Regions from separate parts of the Mus musculus genome. Here region 2 is linked to region 1. A link is a contact called in public HiChIP or PLAC-seq data. All regions are on one chromosome and are shown on one strand. Each heading gives the region's core, a stretch centred on a gene start, on an enhancer-like site or on the middle of the called end of the contact. The rest is flanking DNA. Distances are from core to core; before and after follow the strand shown.

Region 1 (4,220 bases), core at 951-3,450:
GGTCTACAATTGAAGTGGCCCTAGCCTGAGGTGATGCTGGGAAGTCGAAGGCACTTTGCTGCCACAACAAAACCAGGGGACAAAGTTAGTCAGCTTTTTTGAAGCTGAAACAAAACAACACAACACATTGCCTGCAGGCATTGTCTCATTGAAAAGTTTATTTTGCCAACTGGAATTGATAAAACCCAAAGCAGATTTGGATTCTTTTCCATTGGAGGTTAGCTGTAGGGAAGGGCTACATTGGAGAAAATGAATGGTCTTCACTTTGGAGGTAAAGAAACCCCAAAACAGGCCTGGTTTATGCAAAATGAGTATAACAATTAATTAGGCAAGAGGCACTTTACACTCTAGGTTCTCTGATTATCTTTGACTGTGCATTTAGTGGTAGTGTTGAGAAAACATGTAGTACAAAAGTTGACCCCAACACGGTAGCAATTAGAAACAGAGCAGACTTGTATAAAAGCACAGGTAGGTTTCTAGGGGTAGCACAAGGTAGTGTGGGAAGAGCAACACTTCCCAGCCTCCTTGCCCCCCTGCCCCCAGTGAGTCGCAGCCACTGAGTATGTGTTCTCTTCTCCTTTGGAGATGACCTCACACCTGTTCTCTTTCCTATACACTCAAATGGAGAACAGCCACTCTTCCAGAACTCAGGTCATATTTCCTGTCAACACTTTATTACATATGGTTTATTTAACAATCTGAAACTATAATGTTGCCTTATACTCCAAAATAAAGGGTGAAAACAAAACCAAGTCTAGCTCTAATGTAAATGAAAGTTAAATAATAGAGATGCTTGATTTTGTGCTATATGTTAAGAAACATACAAAAGGACACAGGGCTTTCTAGGATGTGTATTAAAGATCTACATTACATCAGACATTCTATTTTCTCAAAATAGAATCAAAAGATTGTATAAAATTAGAAAGCTCATTCTGATGAGATAAAAATTAGGAGATAAAAATTGCTAATTAAGGATATTTATAAATATATTTCATTGAAGGTTTACTGCTCCAACCATTCTTTTTTAAATGGTCATCAACAACCTACCAAAAACTGACACCTAAATCACTGGAACCAACTGTCATCTGATTGCAGCAAACTCAGTCTTTTCCCTGTGGTGATTTTAATTAGAATGGCCAGTGTAGGCTCATATATTTGAATACAGGGTACCCAGTTGGTAAATCCAGTTTGAGAAGGATTAGGTGTAGCCCTGTTTGAGGCAAGTATGTTACAGGGTCAAAATTTGAGGCTTCCAAAACCTCTCATTATTCCTAGTGCACTCATTCTTTCTGTTTGAGATGTGAGCTCTCACTGCTGCACTAGCTAACGTGCCTGCTGCTTGCTACCACAGGGCTCTGTCATGGTGGACCCCAACCCTCCGAAACTGTAAGCCCAACCAATTAAACACTTTCTTTTATAAGTTGCTTTCGTCACAGTGTTTTATCACAGAAAACAAACAAACAAACAAACAAACAAAACCCCAAAAAGTAAGTAATATACCCCCTCCACTCTATTCTTTACAAAGTAGCTGGGATGATTTTCATAACATGACAAATCAGTCACTTTAGTAACTACTTCCTTATAACCCTCCAAGTGAGTAATATGATTTATTAGTGACCACCATTACCTTTAAATATAAAGATAGAAATGCTTAAGGCCTAAGAGGGAACATTATAATTTGAACTCTAAATCCCTCCCTAGATTTATCTTACAATGTGCCCCCTCTGTTCTCAACAGTCCAGCATAATTGGCTTTCATTCATTTTCTTCAGTGTACCATATTCTCCTCTGCCAGAGATTTCCTCTGCAGGTAAAATGCTTTAGTGAGGAGATGGGGCCTGGTTTGAATTCCCAGTAACACAAACAAACAAACAAACACTTCAGAGAATAATGACGCAGCAAAATGGGGAAAGGAGCTCATGGACGATGTGGTTTATGTTTTCAAAAGCAGTATTTGAGTGTGTGGGGGCCAGAGGAAATTAAAGAACAGAGGTGTGCAAAAGAGCAAGGTGGCAAAGCCTCCAGAAGACTGGCAACTTCCATAAGAAAAAGAGGGCCCTAAGACTGGCAAGCAATAGGGATTAATTACTAGAAGATCCTAAACGGAGCTAAATCCAGCCTTTCAGGCCATGGCAAAGACTTTGGCTGTTAGCTGGCATGAGACAGGAAGCCACTGGATGACTGAGCAGAGAGGCTGTCAAGCTTCCTCTAGCTATGAAATAGATAAAGGGCAAAGGCAGGAAGAAGAATGAAGACAACCGCAAGCACCCAAGACAGCATGGACCAAAGCAGCTGCAGTGGAGGTGGCAAGAATTAGTTTCCAAGTTGAAGATGAAGCCAAGCAGAGGATCTGGGAAGAGGGGGAGACTGCTAAAAAATAAACAAACAAGAAAAACATTAAACCACAAACTCAGAAAATGCAGAGGACACCAAGTAGAGTGAACATAAAAACATCTACTTGGGCAGATACTCAGACAGCAAGAAAATAAAACAAAGAGTAAAATGGCCAAAAGAGCCAGAGGGAGGAGGAGCTAAGATAAGAATTACATCAGAATTTTCTTCCAACCACAAAAAAGGATATAAAGCAAAATGTTTAAATCATTCAGACAAAATCTGCCGCAATATAATTGTGTATCTAGGTCAATTATCCTTCAAAATGAGGGAGAAAAGACTTCTACAAACAACAACTGAACAGATTTGTCATCAACAGGCCTACCTTGCAAGAACTGTGAGATTCTTTAGAAATGACAATGGTTTAAACCATAAACTTCACTTTTCCTTTTGCTGATCTAACAAATAACATTTGCTGGAAATGAATACACAACATACCAAAATGTATAAACAAGGAGAACAGAAACAAATCTCTCACATTTGCTTATAATAATAGTACTGTACTGACAGATGATAGCACCTGTCAGTAACTGACAGATCTAATAGGCAAAGCCAGTAAGGACAGGGTTGACCCACACTCAGAGAATATTCCACCAACAACAATAGAATATATATTGTTTTTCAGGGGATATAAAAATTTACCAACAGAGTAAATACTCTATACTATAAATACAAGTCTCAATAAATGTAAGGGAATTTAATCCATACAAAATGCCTTTTGTTTTCCACGAAATTGCTATGCTCTGCTGTGGTGAGCCTGCTCCTCTTCCCCATCACTTTTCATCCCTTTTCAATCCATTTCATGGTTTCCTGGCCTCATCTTTGAAACTGATTCCAGTGTGGAATAGTTAACATCCTCATTTCTAATAGATAGTGCTCTATGTAAGAAAGAAAAACTGTCAGAATCCAGTCTCAGTTCCTTTTACAGCTTGACTATATCAATGCTAAAAGTTTAACTTCTGAAGCTTGACTTAATAGTCCATAAACTGTATTAGAATAGATTGGGGAAGGAATGTATATTTAAATGTTTAGGCAGTATTTCTAAAATGATCAATACTTAAACTTGTTATCTTTTCCATAATATAAAAATGCCCCCATTGAATTGTGTCACTAAGACATGATAGTCACATGAGTAGTTTTCGTCTCTCCACATAAGCAGCACTAATAAAATTGTTCTTTAAGGCAGTGAAGCAATAGTTAATGGCTTACATCCTGTATCAATATTTTTAAATAAGTGAACTTTAAAAAAGTCAGTTTTCTGAATATATAACAAGTCTTTATGTTTGTTCTTTTATATAACTTTATTTACTTATTTTCTCAGTTCTAGACATTATGATCTTTAGTCTTTTAAGAAACTGTGTACTTAATATGTATAATATTAAGCTGCGTACTTAATATATATAATAAAAAAATTAACTGCATGGAGCAAAATATATCCTAACTGATAGAATCAAATTTAGAATCAGTAGCAAAGATATGAGAATCTCCAAATATTTGGAAACAATATATTTCTACTATTCCAAGTTTTAAAAAAGAAATTAAAGGAGAAGTTAGTATTTTGCTGTTATATGAGTATACGAGGCAGGGTCTTTTTATGTATCTCTGGCTGGAATGAAACTCACTATGTAGACTAGAAGCCATCTTTCAGCCTCAGTGCCTCCCAAGTGCTGAGACTAGAGGCAGGCACCCCCACATCTATTAAGAACCTCATGTTCTTAACAGTGTAGAAATGAATATATAGAGGAATTGTAGAAAATAGGGACCTCAGAAATAAATCTTCACAAACACAGCCAAATTATGTTTTACAGGAGACAGTCAGGAAAGGACAAT
Region 2 (4,158 bases), core at 1,031-3,530, 150 kb after region 1:
ACTGCTCTTGGCATTCCTTCTGCTTGCTTCTGGGACACAATCACTTCTGTTCCAAGGGGCAGCTTCACCATTGCAGATGGCTGTCCTCTGGGGGTCGGGGGCAGGATGTCTGTTATGCAAGGTTCTGATGTTCTTGAAATCCTAGGCAACTTCAGCTTCAGGACAACTGGAGATTTGTTTGTTGTTGTTTGTTTGGAGACAGGGTTTCTCTGTGTAGCCCTGGCTGTCCTGGAACTTGCTGTGTAGACCAGGCTGACCTCAAATTCAGAGATCTGCCTGCCTCTGCCTCCTAAGTACTGGGATTAAGGGTAGGCAGCACCACCATCTGGCTACAGCTGGAGATCTTTAGGAGTGCTTTGTAAGTCTGGAACAGGACATTTGAGAACACTGACACTAAGACACACACATTTGTGGCTTCAGCCAGGATGGAGGAATGAAATAAGTTAGGTATCACAAGATTTTATACAGATACTCTGTATTTGTTACTTTTCAGTTGCTATTAAAAAAATATTTCATGACCAAGACAACTTGTAGAAGAACGAATTTATTTGGGTTTCTCTTTCCAGAGGGATAAGAGGCCATGATGGTAGGGAGTGGGCATGGCGTCAAGAGGCAGGCATGGCAGCCGGACCCAGAAGCTGAGTGATCACATCACCACCAGAAGCAGGAAGCAGAGAGTGAACAGAAAGCAGCGACAAGGCTTTAACCTCTCCAAGTCTAACCTCACTCAGTGCTGCATATCCTTCCACACATCCTTCTGCAAGGCTACATCTGCCCGCAATGCCCAAAACAGTGCCACCAACTGAGGGACCAGCCTGAGGGTGGTGGCATTTCTAATCCAAACCACCACATAGTCCTTGAGTAGCTCACATGCCCATATGCAGGTAAATAGATTGCCCAAAGGATACAGATGGAAAATGAAGACAGGGATGCCAGGCTTTTGCTGGCTCCTAGTTACTCTGTGAACCCAGATGAGGAGTCAGTGCTATTTAGTAAAAGCGATCTTTGAGTGCCTGATAAATTCTGTTACGAAATATAAGGCAAATAGTCAATATTTTTTGGGGTTGTGTGTGCACATGTTCCTGTGTGAGAAGGTGCACATTAGTGTGTGGTGGTGGTGGTGGTGGTGGGGGGGTGCGTGTGAATTTTGCATGTGAAGGCCAGAAGACAAATTCAGATATCCCTTTCCTACCAAGGTGGGTACTGCCCACCTTGTTTATTTTGAAACAGATTCTCTTTTGTTTTTGTTTTTCGAGACAGGGTTTCTCTGTGTAGCTCTGGCTGTCCTGGAACTCTCGTAGACCAGGCTGGCTGGCCTCGAACTCAGAAATCTGCCTGCCTCTGCCTCTGAAACAAATTCTCTTAACTGGCCTTGGGCTCAACACTTAGTCTAAGCTGGCAAGGCCCAGGTATCTGGCTATTTCCCCAGGGCTATGGTTGTGAGTGTAGGCCATAGCTGGGGGGGGGGGGGTTTGCTATGGGATTAGAGACTCTCCCTAACTCTGTCAATCCTTTTCCAACCACTGAGATTTTAAGTGCCCCTTGGCTCTGAAATTCTGTGAAGTGGCTACTACAGTTATTTTTATCTCAGTGTGAAGGTGCAGTTGATCATGGTGGATAAGGCATAATGGTGTGAGGGTGAGGCACCTGGTCATAGTGTCTCTGTGGTCTGGAAAACAAAAGTTGACCATTGACCAAGTATGACAGACATACTTTTACTCCCAATATTGGGGGGGTAGGATATGGCGGGGGGCAGAGAACTCTGTGAACCCAAGGCCAGCCCTGTCTATGTAGTGAATACTAGGCCAGCCAGGAATACACAGTGAGACCTTGGCAGGAGGAGATGGGAGAAGGAGGAAAAAACAAAACAAAACAAAACAAGATTGATCATCGCGTCGTACTTGAGGCTCAGTCACTTGACTGGAGCCCTGCAGCCCCACCCTTGCTTTTGCCTCTCTGAATCTGAAGCTACCCACAGAGTCTCACTCCCAGAGACAACGTATTGATTTGATGAGAACCTCAGGACAATGGTTCCAATTAAGCAAAGAGAAGCGGGAACCTGAAAGTGGAATTAGCTATTCCTGACGTTCGTCTAAAGCCTTGTCCTTGTCCTGAGCTCGGTCACCTAATTCCTCTTGTCATCATTTCAGCAGTGGTCCCTTCTTTCTCATTCTTCACTCCAGAAGAATCAAGAGCTCGGGGCTTCCCCTTACTGAGTCTCTGATTTAGTTTGAGAGCAGCTCCAGGAAGAGGCCCTGGGCTTGCTCCGGGGTGTCACAACCTCTGCTCAGTTGGCTGGACGGTGAGGGGGAAGTGCTGTAGAGTCTTGGTTTCCTGGTACTCTTCACACTGCACCTCTTGACTTTTAATTTCAAGCTCCATTATTGTGACATCGCTCAGTCTCCCCTTTGTGAGGAGGCTTGATTCAAAGTAATCACTTGACTCCAGTGGGAAGGACCATCACGGCCGGGCTTGCTGGTATCGTTAGACCCATGCCTATGAGGTTCTGAGAAGGACTTTGACTTTCTTTTTTGTTTTCTTTGTCCCTCTGACTACCACTGGTGGCTCGCTGGGACCTGGGTGGTTTCATTCTTGCCAAGAGAGAATAAAGAGCTATGCCAGCTCGGAAGAAGCCAAAACCTGGGGCCCAGAAGAAGCTGAAGCCTGGCGTGTGAAAAATACTCATTTAGCATAGAGTATTTAGCAAAGGCAAACCAAAAATTTCTGGCTACAACTGAGTAGCTCCACTCTGGTTTCAGGTTTAGAGATCAGTGTGCCAGGGGTCTTCCCATGAGGCTTGCCTCTGGCCAGCAAGTTTTCATCCTAAAAGGAAAACTGGGGAGTTTTCTCTAAAGAGAAAAGGTACAGAGACACACAGACAAATATAGGGGTGGGTTTCCTCTCTTTCATATGAAGACACTGAACAAATGTACATGCCAAATACATGGGTTTATTACTTTGCTTTTTAAAAATACAAGTCAAGTGGAAATAGAGACTAGCCTACCAAGAGTCAGCCAAAAGCTTTTTCTCCTCTTCCATTTTTATTACATTTGTGTGTGTGTGTGTGTGTGTGTGTGTGTGTGTGTGTGTGAGAGAGAGAGAGAGAGAGAGAGAGAGAGAGAGAATGAGAGAGAGGAGACAACACAATGGAAAGAGGTTTTCATTGCTACTCACTTAAACTGCTGTGTGCGCTCCTCATTTGTAACATGGGACTAATAACATCCATGCCATGTGGACGTGTGGCTATGTGGCAGGGCATGTGTGACAGCACACGTGGAGGTCAGAGGACAGTTTTGTGGAGGCGGTTCTCTCCATTTTCCATGTGGGTTCTCAGTAACCTATGTACTTTTCCTCCCCTGAATCTAAAGATCAATCATAGCCTTAAGAGAGAGCGCGGGGAACAGAATGGACAGCTCCAGAATGGACAGCTCCAGAATGGACAGCTAACACTGACTGTAGGATCTTCATACCCCTGTCTTCTTATTTGTTTTATTTTTTTGATTTTTCCAATTTGAGACAGAATCTCCTGTCATTCAGGTTGTCCTTGAACTTGATATATATATAGCAAGCATGACCCTGGATCTGTGACCCAAACAGACCAGGAGGAGATAATAAATGCTTACTACTGTCTATGTTACTCAGAAAATAATAATTGATTTCTTAAAAAAATGCAGTCCTTCCTTATCTCTGTTGATACTAGATACAAACCAGTCAGTGTTGTCCACATACTGTAATTCCAGCTCCTTGGCGATGGAAGCTGGAGGCTCCCAGGTTCGGGGCCATCCTTGATCTCGCATGAGATTGATTGCTGGGTCAGACATCTGAAAGCTTGACCCTACCAAAGTGACTCAGGTGTCGGGAGCCATTTGTTTGCTTCTGAGTGAAAACTCAGGCAGAGTCAAGGCAGGTCAGGGTTTCCTGGCAGATTTCCCGACTGCTGAGACTTGGAACTATAGGAGAGAGGTACACTTGAAGCTCAAGGCAAGGGGCTGAAAGTTCTATTGACCTTGGTGGAAGAAACAGGGAGGCCCCCTGGATAAGAAGCAATTGTTTCTGCTAGCTTGTGGTTTGGTTTCCCACTGCACTGTGGGGGATAAAGAGGCTGTGCAAAATAAACTTGGGGGCTGCTTTGGTATTCACTAACAGCCCTCCCAAATC

Evidence for each region. HiChIP or PLAC-seq counts read pairs in DNA pulled down with a chosen protein or histone mark.
Region 2: an H3K27ac HiChIP or PLAC-seq map of the HPC-7 cell line shows a contact between it and region 1, with 7 times the contacts expected there. The contact joins two enhancer-like sites. A contact is called at or near these places in 3 of 39 promoter capture datasets (embryonic stem cells and hematopoietic stem and progenitor cells), 3 of 15 datasets of contacts at CTCF or cohesin (CD8 T cells, the G1E-ER4 cell line and embryonic stem cells), 39 of 484 Hi-C or Micro-C datasets (B cells, CD4 T cells, CD8 T cells and 15 more), 9 of 115 datasets of contacts at active chromatin or transcription factors (CD8 T cells, the HPC-7 cell line, the SCID.adh cell line and 6 more) and 4 of 9 other capture datasets (adipose tissue, liver, macrophages and 1 more).

The regions. Positions count from the first base shown.
Region 1 is chr3:105,761,436-105,765,655 of GRCm38.p6, forward strand. The region is part of intron 1 of Rap1a (RAS-related protein 1a); the gene reads right to left. Among named protein-coding and RNA genes, the nearest start is that of Rap1a, 38 kb to the right of the region's middle. Within about 2 kb of position 2,201, at least 80 of the 459 cell types and tissues checked have an H3K27ac peak or open chromatin away from gene starts, as enhancers often do. A contact at or near this core is called in CD8 T cells, the HPC-7 cell line, bone marrow-derived macrophages and 2 more, where this site is marked.
Region 2 is chr3:105,908,406-105,912,563 of GRCm38.p6, forward strand. The region is part of intron 1 of Tmigd3 (transmembrane and immunoglobulin domain containing 3); the gene reads left to right. It overlaps Adora3 (adenosine A3 receptor), which reads left to right. Exons shown (of 2, transcript NM_009631.4): 2 at 1-523. Among named protein-coding and RNA genes, the nearest start is that of Adora3, 6.1 kb to the left of the region's middle. Within about 2 kb of position 2,281, at least 87 of the 459 cell types and tissues checked have an H3K27ac peak or open chromatin away from gene starts, as enhancers often do. A contact at or near this core is called in CD8 T cells, the HPC-7 cell line, bone marrow-derived macrophages and 2 more, where this site is marked.